2 separate regions of the Danio rerio genome follow, and region 1 is linked to region 2. A link is a contact called in public HiChIP or PLAC-seq data. All regions are on one chromosome and are shown on one strand. The core of a region is the stretch at or near the end of the contact, and the rest is flanking DNA. Distances in the headings are between cores, read along the strand shown.

Region 1 (6,573 bases), core at 3,676-6,175, 230 kb before region 2:
TAGATTAGGCTATTGTCTATGTAGACAATGGTGAAGCAGTGAGGAAAATCTCAGTAGATTTCGTTCAAGATTTCGATCCAGAGAGACTCCAGTCATAGCATCATTAGCATCCATTAGCCTGAAATCCTGTCACGGCCACACAAAAGAGACAATGCAAGAGTTACTGCAAGGGCTTTATTAGTGCGAAGCAAACAGCAGAGAGGTGAAGCAGGTGAGTTGTATGATGGAGGGAAAGCTATCTCACACACAGTTTGTGAGGTAAGTTCAGTTCTTCTGCAAATACCAATATAACGAATGTCACTTCCCTGAATGGGGCGTTTGAATCAACAGGAGAATAAGGGCATCCACGAAGAAACAGCAAGGAGAATGGCCAAGGAGAACCATCCGACTTTGATTCCAGCTAGTGAGTAAATGACAGAGGTGAGTATATATAGTGAGTGGGTGAATGCAGGTGTGAAAGATTAGTAGTCTGGTGAGGGTTCATGGGTGGGATGGTGCCTAACTGCGGTGACTGGGACTGAGAGAGCGAGCAGAGGGTGTGACTTCTTAATGCACCAGACATTCGGTTATAAATACTCATATGACTTACATGTTTGTTTCTATATGTGTTTATAACTATTCATTTATAGCACTTCATTTTTGCATTGATATTGAATATCTCTTCTTTAAATACATTATGTTATGGGTTTGTGATTCTTTGTTTTTTCTGGTTTTTGCTTTCTTTTTCTTAATAGGTGACTTGTTATGGTGCAGCAGGTGCGGCTAATCTTCAGGCTTATTTAAGGAGCTTCCAAGTTGCGTTCGGGAGACTGCCTTGGAGTATCATTTTTTTGTTTGACTTTCTTTGGCTTACCCACTGCTTATATTATTTTTGTTTATTTGAAATTTGCTCCAATGTAATTTGTTGTTTTCAACGTTATGTTAGACATTTAATTTGGTTACTTTGATACCCCTTTGCACTATTTTTTTGTCTTTTTGTAACCTTTAAATAAATATCTTTTTGCATTTTTTCGTTTAACTTCGTTTGGCTTCCCTTCATTTTGTTGCGTGATTGAGCTGGTACGTAACAATTATGAGCAGCACCTACACTTATTTCCTTTGTTCTCTATTTCCTCCTGGGGATACTTATCTTCGTCATATCTTATTAACACGCTTAGAAGTAGAAATGATATTACCATTTATGAACTTTGATAATGTTTATAGTCTAACAAACCCATACAAAGTCAAGAGATATCCATGCATTTCCACATCACATTAACAAATAAAATGAACAAGAACTAGGCAACTTCCATAATCTAGCCTCGTCCCAACTGTACAATGCACTTAATGTAATTGTCCCAAAAGTTTAGTATTTTAACCTACAAGAAAAAATATCTTAAGTACAGCACCAAATCATTTTGCATCATGATGACCATTTGCCAGTGTAAGTATTTTCCTCCAGGAGGCAGTGTTCAACCGTATTTCCACAACTAATAAAATGAAAAAAATGAAAATAATGGAGCATTTCAATACAAGATTTTACATTATTTTTAATAATAATTAAAAAATCAACAGCAACAGACCAATGTTTTTTTAGCCATTAAGAATGTCATGTTACACACAAATAAAGTCAAATCAAGTTCAAAGACAAGTTATATATTTACAAAAATATACACATTTCCCCACCAATTTCTGAACTTCTTATCTAACGCTTTAGGAAAGGCATTTCAAAGTTGCACATAAAGCCTTAATCCGAAAGTCAATCCTTTGTGGCGCTAAAATGAGGAAGATGTAGTTTTATTTTTATACAATTATAATAATATGTATATAAATTATTCCTCAGAGGACATGTTCATCTGTTTCAGCATCTTTTGCTCTCTGCGGATCCTCATGCGCTGCTTAAAATCCTCCAATTCTTGCCTCTGAAAAACAGCACATAGAAAACAGACTTATCATTGAAGCTCACTTCATACCGACTAAAAAAGGGTTTCAAGCATCAAGACAAATAAGTGTACAATAACAATCTTTTTAAAAAAGCATACATCACATGTGTAGCTTTGTTTTTTTTTTTTTCTTAGCAAAAATAACGCATGTTGTACATTTTTGTACTAATTTACACTAAAATGTATGGTAACACTTTATTTTGATGGTTCACTTGAGTATTAGTAGACTGTCTACTTAATATCTGTTGATACTGCTCCAAACAGACATTTAACTGATTATAAGAAACTTTGCACGTACATGTCAACTAACACTAACCCTAACCAAACAGTCTACTTATAATCTAATGAGAATTAGTTGGCATGGTGATGCAATGCAAGTTAAATTCAACAAACGGATCATCAGAATAAAGTGTGACCAAATGTAATTTAGTGTAATAACCATTTACATACCGAAAACCACAAAATCTTGTCAGGTCTTTTTTTTAAACCAGAATTATATGACAACATATGAATAAACTCCATTTAAATATCACAACATAGCTCCAAAATACTACTTAACCCAGGGGTGTCCAAAGTCAGTCCTGGAGGGCCGGTGTCCGGCTGACTTTAGCTCCAACTTGCTTCAACACACCTGCCTAAAAGTTTCTAGTATACATAGTAAGAGCTTGATTAGCTGGTTCAGGTGTGTTTAATTAGGGTTGGAGCTAAACTCTCCAGGACACATGTCCGTCCATCCATCCGTCCGTCCGTCCGTCCGTCCGTCCATCTATCTATTTATTTATCAGTCTGTCTTTCTGTCTATCAATTTATCAGTCTGTCTTTCTGTCTATCAATTTATCAGTCTGTCTTTCTGTCTATCAATTTATCAGTCTGTCTTTCTGTCTATCGATCTATCTATCTATCTATCTATCTATCTATCTGTCTATCTGTCTATCTATCTATCTGTCTATCTGTCTATCTGTCTATCTGTCTATCTGTCTATCTATCTATCTGTCTATCTGTCTATTTATCAGTCTGTCTATCTATCTATCTATCTATCTATCTCAGTCTGTCTATCTGTCTATCTATCTATCTATCTATCTATCTATCTATCTATCTATCTATCTATCTATCTATCTATCTATCTATCAGTCTGTCTATTTGTCTATCTATCTATCTATCTATCTATCTATCTATCTATCTATCTATCTATCTGTCTGTCTGTCTGTCTGTCTATCTATCTATCTGTCTGTCTGTCTGTCTGTCTGTCTGTCTGTCTGTCTGTCTATCTATCAGTCTGTCTATCTGTCTATCTATCTATTGATCAGTCTGTCTATCTGTCTCTCTATCTATCTATCTATCTATCTATCTATCTATCTATCTATCTATCTATCTATCTATCAGTCTGTCTGTCTATCTATCTACCTACCTACCTACCTACCTACCTACCTGTCAGTCAGTCAGTCAGTCAGTCTGTCTGTCTGTCTGTCTGTCTGTCTATCTATCTATCTATCTATCTATCTATCTATCAGTCTGTCTATCTGTCTATCTATCTATCTATCTATCTATCTATCTATCAGTCTGTCTATCTATCTGTCTATCTATCTACCTATCTATCTATCTATCTATCTATCTATCTATCTATCTATCTATCTATCTATCTATCTATCTATCTATCTATCTATCTATCTATCGCTAGTCAGAATATGCATTAAAAAAAAAAACATTATTTCACCCATATTTTGCTACTTTATTTTTTTCGAGCTATTTAGAACACAATGAAAGCCACTAAAATTACCTTTGGACTCATAAACAAATACAGTAGATATTAATTTTACGCAATACATTATCTACTAAATGATCTGTTTATTTACACAAACCCCCAATGTGAAAGTTTGTTTACATCTAAAAGCTTGCAAATGAAAGAGAGAATACATACCTGCAGTTTCTCATCAGGCGGGAAGATCTCCCTCTAAAAAATATGTCACATAATAATATGATCACGCAATATAAAAACAAAAATAAAACAGCTAAATAACCATATATATATGAAGTCAATAGTAAAAATCATGCATCAAACAAAAGGTATAATGTTATTATTGTATAATATATAATGTAATATTAATGTTGGGTTGGAAACAAATTAAAAGTCCTCTTCAAAGTTATTTTCAGTTCTCAGGATTTGCATTAAAAACATGCTTTGAAAAATGAACATATGAAGAGTTCAGATGCAAAAACCTCTAAATTACATCTGACATTCTCTTCTAAAATGAGCATTTTTATCAGGCTCATGTGGGTAGGTTCAGTAATGCCACTTTTACAGCAAATAATACGGTCTTTAAAGTAAAATAACACAACATAAACAAAGGAGGATGAGAAAAATCTTCAATTTCAGATGGCACTTAGAGGTTTTTGCATCTGAACTCTTCAAATATTATTTGTTTTTTACTTTATATACTAACTGCAAAATGTCATGTACGTTAAGTATTTTATCATTTAGATAACTTATTTGTGGAGAAAATAGTAAATATGAAACATTTCAAAGTTTGAAAACGTGAAACGATCATAAAACCTTGTCAAAAAATGTAAGTTATAACATCACTTCATTAACTCTGACTAATAACCAACCTTTCTCTTCACGATATATTCCTCAAAATACTCGGCTTGGTTTGAAATCCAAAACATCGCCACTGGAAACGACAAATACACCATCATCTGTGTGGGGAAAATAATAATAATTAAGAATAAATATTAATACATGAATATAGATATTCACATGAACGCGCAGTGCCCTCTGTGTTTAGCAAAGCAGGACATTTACAGCTTCAGTTCGTCGTTTATTTCCCAAAAGCTGCATTAATATAAGTTCATATAGTTTTAGAAGAACATTATCAGCCTTCAAGCATAAATAAAACGTCAAACTCACCCTAAAAATCTCAATTTTAACCCCCATGTCCTACAGCTTGACAATCACACATTCAGGCACTTCCTGTTCCAGAATATGTCAAAATAAAGGTTCGGAATACGCACGTCTATGTACGTATACAGTATATCTGAATCAGGGAAAAGTCTTGATAGGATACAGCTGCGGATACGCACATTAATGCAGCATCATTTTTCGTGACGCTATTTTACAATAATTAATAGTTTTACAGTACTGTGACGGTAGGTTAAGGGTTTTGGTGGGGATAGACGTAAAAAATACAATTTACTGCGTAGCTTAGTGAACAGCGCTCGGTGAAAATAGCAATTTTACATTACTGTGACGGTTGAGTTTAGTGTTGGGGTAGACGTTATAATAAAATACAATTAATGGGAAATTTTATAAATAATATAAATAATTCTCGCTAACTTCCGCGGCCGCAACCGTATCAAGCAATAGTCACAGCTACATTATCAGCAAATCTTTATTTTTATTATCATTAATATTTAACTTTGCTGAGGGTTGGTATTTATTAACAGATATGTCCGTTGATTTACTGTAACCGACCGTCCAAACTCGAGTTGCTTCTCCAATAGATCTTAGCGGTGACGTCATCCGGCTGCAGGCTTATGAAAGCGCGTGCAATCGCTGAGCGGACACAGGTGCACGAGCATGATGAAAACACGCTGCAACTTTGCATCACACATCCCTCATACGCACCGAGAGAGACTCTCACTTGCTATTTAATCCCGGTGAGGACTCTCATAGACGTAATGATGTTTATTTTATCCCCATACCCCTAAAGCAAACCCTCACAGGAAATCATTTGCACTTATATTATTCACTCTATTCTGTTTGGCTTGCCTGTGGGGACCTCGATTTAGGTTGGTTGTTGCTAGATGACAGATCAGATACTCATTGCGTAGTTAACGAGAATTATTTGTATTATTTATTCAATTTACCATTAATTGTATTTTATTAACGTCTACCCTAAACCCATCCATCACAGTACTGTAAAAAACTGTTATTATAAACAATATTCTTCATATAATTTATTAAATTACCCAATAAATTGTATTTTATTAACGTCTAGCTCCACCCCAACCCTAAACTCAACCATCACAGTAATGTAAAATATTAATTAGTGTTATACAGTGTCATAAAAATTATGCTGTATTGATGTGCGTATACACCGCTGTATCCTATCTAGAATTTACCATATAGGTCCTCAAGTTGACAAGTAACCATAATGTCTGTGCGCATTCGAGTCATGTTAGAATACAGCTGCAGATATGTACACCAATATAGCATCATTATTAAACACTATATAACATTAATCAATCATTTTACAGTACTGTGACAGTGGGTAGACTGATAAAATACAATTTATTGGGTAAATTATTAAATACCATAAATAACACTGTAAAGGGTTTTACATTGCTGTGATGGTTGGGGTAGACGTTAATAAAATACAATTAATGGGAGATTTAATAATTAATAAAAATAATTCTAGTTAACTTCCGGCCACAATCATATCTGATCTAGCAATAACCGGTTTTAGTCCCCCAAAAATAGATGAAAATAACTATATAGTCACACTTATTGTAAGATATTTTCTATTTGGAGGACGATTGAAGGGGATAGTTCACCTAAATAAATGAATTTTAAAAAGTAAATAAAAATATAATTCTGTCATTATTAATGTTAACAAACACTTACTTCAAAATTGCTGCTGTTTTGCGGTTGACA
Region 2 (6,303 bases), core at 108-2,607:
ATAAACAGTGTATTTTGCACTGTGCATATCTGAAGGAGTAAACGCATTACACCTTATGCTTATTTCATCACAGTGGGTTTTCACGCGGCCGCACAAACGCAGCTATTTATATATAACGCAACGAGGTGTGCAGATTGTGTCTATTTGCTGTTGCACATCAATTCCCCTCAGAGAGCTCAATGAAGTACCTCTCAATCCATCAAATAAAGAGTGCTTTTTTCCTGAGTGCGGCCACACTTCTTACCTCGCCTGGGCTTCGTCGAGGCTCTCGTCGGTGATGGCCATGATCTGCTGGAGGATATCTCCTATGTCTTGCTGCGGTTGACCGAGCGACTGCTGCTTCCGAACCGAATCGGGGTCACCCACGTCGGCTTGCGAGAGTCCGCCGAGTCCGCCCATGCTAGCCAGCATTCGGGTCTGATCATCCATAATACTTTTGAGCCGAATCTCTCCGTTTCCCCGCCGCAAACCAATGAAAGCGTGTTTCAGCGGGCTGTCTCAGTGAGCATGTACCACCGACAGCGCAGATACAAACGCGGAGCCGAACGAGCCACTAGATAAAAAAAGAAAACAAACAACGAGAGTGCGACTGAAATGTGAGGCTGAACCACATCCAAACGACGCGCGACCGATGGTGAAACACCGCGTGCGGTTCCTGCTAAAAACCAGTGTTGTCTACAGCAAAAGGCTGCACACTAGCACTCCCATAAAGCAGACTAACAAGAAAATAAGAGCGTCCCTGGAAACATGAAGTATCCCATGCGCGGCATCTCAAACTATTGCCACTCGAAACAACCAAACACGATCATTCATGTCCACATAAACTGGCTTTTCGTCAAGGGGCTGATGTCGCTGACAGCTATTACAGTAGAAATCTCAGACACTACTAACAAGCTGGACTAAACCAACCAGAGCGGCTAACAAGCTAATAGAGAGAAGAAAAAAAGTCTTAGCTGGAAATAAATCGAAATAGAAACTCGCGCGACCGCTTATTAGCGTCCTCCCGCTGGGGAAAAAGACGAAACTCAACGAGCAAAACGAATCGCGAGAGCGGCGGGTGAACGTGACCGCTTTTAAACGTATTTCCGAGATCTCCGACACAATTGACTCGCAGTGTTGGCTAGCTGCTTAGCAGCGGGGCTAACTAGCATTCGAGCGCTGCTAGCAACAGATTCACTCGGGCTCCACAAACCCCCGGGACCAACAGCAAAACTGCCCCCGGCCTTGCGCGAAATGCCCCGGCTCTAGGCGGACGGCTCGAAATGGCTCAGAATGGAAACGCTCAGCTCCATGCCAGCCGACCCGACACAGTTGGTTTGTTCCCAAGCCGCGGTGCTGTCGTAGAAAGACTTGCCCCTCTCTTGTGTTTCTGCCCTCCTCGGCGGCTCTTTCTCCCCCTCTGAGCGAGCGCACCACTGCGCGCGTTCACGCTACTACAGACGAGCCCTACGTCATCACCGCGCACAAAAGAGCCGCTGCGGTGCCGCGCGCGCACGACTCGCGCGTCTGTGCACGTTTGTAAACAACTTGCGCGTCTCTCTTCCCAAACAGATCATGTAAAGTGCTTTTGTACACTTTCCTTCTGTAACCATAGCCGAACAGAGGCATGTGTTGGTGCTTTCAACAAAAGTAAAAACAATGTATGGCGAGTGCTGTGGGTTGATCAGTGTAACTATGGTTTCTGTTACACAAGCGGTGGAATATTTAGAGACTGTAATTACAGATTCACAGTGAATGAAATAGATCCGCGTACAATGGATTAGAAAGGTGATGCCATGGTAAGTTTAGGTAGTTTAAGGAAGTATGGTGTCAAAATTCTGTTCAAAGCATGATGCAAAATATACCACCATTCTCATCAAATTAAATACGTAGAGGATGAAATACAGACTTACCTGAATGGTTGTAAAAATCAGCACTGAAGACGTTTAATAATATTGCCGTTTCCTTTTTTCTACAGCTTACATACAAATGAATTAACTTTAAAAGATTCAACACTTGAAATGGCAAATATCACTACACATTATTAATAGCAAATGACAATATGAACAGTTTTTTCCTAATTTTTTAATAGTCCAGGTCCACTCAAGGTCTCCATGACCTCTGACCTGGCTGGGTAGATCCCAAGGAAACAAATAATTTGACATACAGAAAAAGCAATGACACACATTTATTATAGGTTTTACTCTGAAGTGGGATGACATTGAGGTCATCATATGATCTAAGCTCTGAAATATTCAACTTTATTAATAATCATAAAGACATAAAATAAAATGTGTTACTCCATCCTGGAGTGGGAATCCAACAGAAAATCCATGCCATCAATATCATTGCAGAAAAGCAGTCTTAGCAAATTCATTCTTTCTCTAACTTTCCTTCGATTTATTCCCTTTTTTCATTAGGGGTCGCCACAGCGGAATGAACCTCCAACTTATCCAGCACATATTCTACACAGCAGATGCCCTTCCAGCTGCAACCGAGTTCAGGGAAAGTCTTTGTGAATTCTAAATAGTGAAGTCATATTAGCAGCCACTGACAACGAAAGTACAGCCAGATAAATAGCGCTAATGTTGTTTTGAAGTCAAAATATAAACAATATAGGGAGAATGTCAGTTTTCACTGAACAAATGTGGCAATATAAAGCCACCTTTACCTCATTTCATTATTGTAGGAGACTTTTTTTGAACATGTTTTAGCTGCAGCGTGCAGTGGTGTGAAGTAACAAATTACAAATACTTAAATTACTGTAATCAAGTAGTTTTTACCAGGGAGTGTATACTTAACTAATTAGTTTTAAAAATGTTTACTTTAACTTTCCCTTCTTTAGTGCAGGATCACTACTTTTACTCCACTTCTTTAACCTGCTAGCACTTCTTCATTATTTTTTTTCATCTTTGGTGATTGTCTAGTAAAGAAGTAGAAGTAGAGACGCTGAATAATCTGTTCTGTGATTGCCATTTAGTCAAATCGCACAAAGAAAATCACATTATACAGAACAACCTCATAACAAAATCATTACACGCAATGACTGAGACAGTTTAGACTGCATGTCACTGATGAGAAGATGGCGGATGTATGATGACTAAAATCACCAAATGACCTTAAACAATCACTAAATGCACGACAGAATGTTACGTTTTCACACACACATGCACAAATTGATGCATCAGCCTTTACAGCGCAATACTTACTACTCTTGAGTACCTTTTAAAGGTCTATACAGCCGATACTTTTACTACCATTACAGTTTTGGACAAGTAATGGTACTTGAGTATGATTTGTCCGTACTCTTTCCACCACTGTTTACCTGCAAATTTAACATTATAGCAATTTTTAATGGTTACTGACGCTGAAAGGTACTATTCATCTGAATCATAATGTGTCCTAAGTTTGTCACCTGTGTTTTTTCTATCTTACTTTTATCTTAAAAAAAAAAACATTGTGAGATTTCATGTCATGAGTTTGAAGTTTCATCTTTCCAATTTTATGAGGTGCCACGGACCATTTCGTTCTTATTTACGTCTTTATATGTGAAAAAAAAAACATGAATTTTAATAAGGTGTCCTTATTTTTCACAACCTTATATACAGTTGAAGTCAGATTTATTAGCCGCTCTTTGAATTATTTTTTATTTTTTTAAAATATTTCCCAAATAATCTTGAACAGAACAAGGAAATTTTCACAGTATGTCTGATAATATTTTTTTCTTCTGGAGAAAGTCTTATTTGTTTTATTTAGGCTAGAATAAAAGCAGTTTTTAATTTATTTAAAAACATTTTGCGGTCAATATTATTAGCCCCTTTAATCTATATATTTTTGATAATCTACAGAACAAACCATCACGATACAGTGACCTGCCTAATTATCCTAACCTGCCTAGTTTACCCAGTTAAGCCTTTAAATGTCACTTTAAGCTGTATAGAAGTGTCTTAAAATATCTAGTAAAATATTATTTACTGTCATCATTGCAAAGATAAATTCATCAGTTATTGCAAATGAGTAATTAAAACTATTATGTTTAGAAATGTGTTGAAAAAAATCTCTCTGTTGAACAGAAATTGGGGGAACGGGGGCAAATAATTCTTACTTCAACTGTATGTGCACACAGGCATAACAAAATGAATATATGTGGCTGCTGATAGTACTTGGAGGTCTTGTGAAGTAAAATTATTAGTTTGTGCAAGAAACTAAACATTATTTGCAGCATCATTACTTTTCATCTACATCAGGGGTGTCCAAACTCTGCCCTGGAGGGCAGATGTACTGCAAATTTTAGCTCCAACTTGGCTCAACACACCTGCATGGTTGTTTCTAAAAAGCCTGTAAAACCCAAAAAGTTAAGGAAACTCAAACCAGTTGAGGAAAACAATTGCAACAAATCATTTAAGTTCAAAAACTAATCCTAATGAGTACTGTGAACTTAATCTATTTGAGTAACTGAAGCAGTTTGAGCACAGTAAAACCCAATAAATGAAGAGAACTCAAACCGACGGAGTACTGTAAAACCCAATAAGTTAAGACAACTCAAACCATTTGAGTCATACAAATCTATACGAGTACTGTGAAATTACTCCATTTAAGTTAAAGTAATGAGGTATTTAACTCATTACCTTCAACAATGACTTCAAAACTCTTTTCAAATGAGTAGAATTAACCTTCAGTCAATTTTGAGTTAACTACGCTCATTTCATTTGATAACGACTGTTGGGTTTTACAGTGTAGTAAGAGCTTGATTAGCTTTCCCAGGTGTGTCTGATTAAGGTTGGAACTAAATATTGCAGGACACCGGCCCTCCAGGAGTTTGGACACCCCTGATTTACATCCTCAGTAAACTGTCTTGAAGTGTTAATGACAGCCTGCAGTGTGAACTTTTAGTCTCATAATGACGCGCGAGCGGACAAACTCACATGTGAGCTGACGCTGGTTTTTATATAGGTTGCTGCATCCAGGATAAGCATAAGTGACATTTTGATGAACAATACAACACGCACGTCCTCCCTGAAACAGATATATATGACTAGAGGTTTGCGCTCCAGACTACTGTTGTAAATAATGTTCAGTTTTTCATAGTGAAAGAAGAGGACTTCAGAAGTACAATGTGTAAATGATCTTGGGGAAAGAGAGATCTAGATGTTACCTTGCTTTCTGACTGCAGTTAAAGGGATAGATCACCCCGAATGAAAAATTACTCACCATCTACTGAGACTCAAGTGGTTCTACAGTTTTATGAATTCCTTTCTTTTGTTAAACACAAAACAAGATATTATGAAAAATGTTGGCAGAAAAGCTGCCATTTACATCCTTAGGAACATAAAAATTGCTGTTTTTTTCTTTCAGTAGGTCTTCTTTTGTGTTAAAATGATGAAAGTTTTAATTTTTGGGTAAACTATATACCAATACTTAAAAAATATATATACAAACAGGTTTTTACAATAATGTTTTGCTTTGATTTTGAAATCAGGCACAGAAAAATGTATTTAATTTTATGATTTGATTTTTGATAATAAATTTGATTTTGAATATGATTTAGAATTTTACAAGCCCCTAAATTGATGTGCAAAAAAACCCAAATATGTACATAAACATGTAATACGCATGTCGAGCACGCGATATGTATGTCTATGTCATGTGCACGCAATACGCATGTCGTGCACATATGATAAGTATATCTATTTTGTTGCACGTGATACTATGTTGTGCACACACAATAGGTAATACGCATGTCATGCTCATGCGATACTATGTCATGCGCACACGGTATGTTTGTTGTGCACACATGAAATGAAATATGTATGTAATGCATACACAAAACTATGTTGTGCGCACACGGTATGTTTGTTGTGCACACATGATATGAAATATGTATGTAATGCATACACAAAACTATGTTGTGCGCACACTTTATGTTTGTTGTGCACACATGATATGAAATATGTATGTAATGCATACACAATACTATGTCGTGCGCACACGGTATGTTTGTTGTGCACACATGATATGAAATATGTATGTAATGCATACACAATACTATGTCGTGCGCACACGGTATGTTTGTTGTGCACACATGATATGAAATATGTATGTAATGCATACACAATACTATGTCGTGCGCACACGGTATGTTTGTTGTGCACACATGATATGAAATATGTATGCAATGCATACACAATACTATGTTGTGCACACAAAGTATGTTTGTTGTGCACACATGAAATGAAATATGTATGTAATGCATACACAAAACTATGTTGTGCGCACACGGTATGTTTGTTGTGCACACATGATATGAAATATGTATGTAATGCA

Evidence for each region. HiChIP or PLAC-seq counts read pairs in DNA pulled down with a chosen protein or histone mark.
Region 1: an H3K4me3 HiChIP or PLAC-seq map of gastrula embryo shows a contact between it and region 2, with 3 times the contacts expected there. The contact joins the promoter of pet100 here to the promoter of pbx4 in region 2. A contact is called at or near these places in 2 of 4 datasets of contacts at active chromatin or transcription factors (embryo and gastrula embryo).

What each region holds. Positions count from the first base shown.
Region 1 is chr3:55,764,446-55,771,018 of GRCz12tu, reverse strand. pet100 (PET100 cytochrome c oxidase chaperone) reads right to left here and starts at 4,925. Exons shown (of 4, transcript NM_001303057.1): 1 at 4,828-4,925; 2 at 4,530-4,616; 3 at 3,841-3,873; 4 at 1,510-1,901. The coding sequence starts at 4,854. The coding sequence ends at 1,812.
Region 2 is chr3:55,531,255-55,537,557 of GRCz12tu, reverse strand. pbx4 (pre-B-cell leukemia transcription factor 4) reads right to left here and starts at 1,357. Exons shown (of 8, transcript NM_131447.1): 1 at 245-1,357. The coding sequence starts at 429.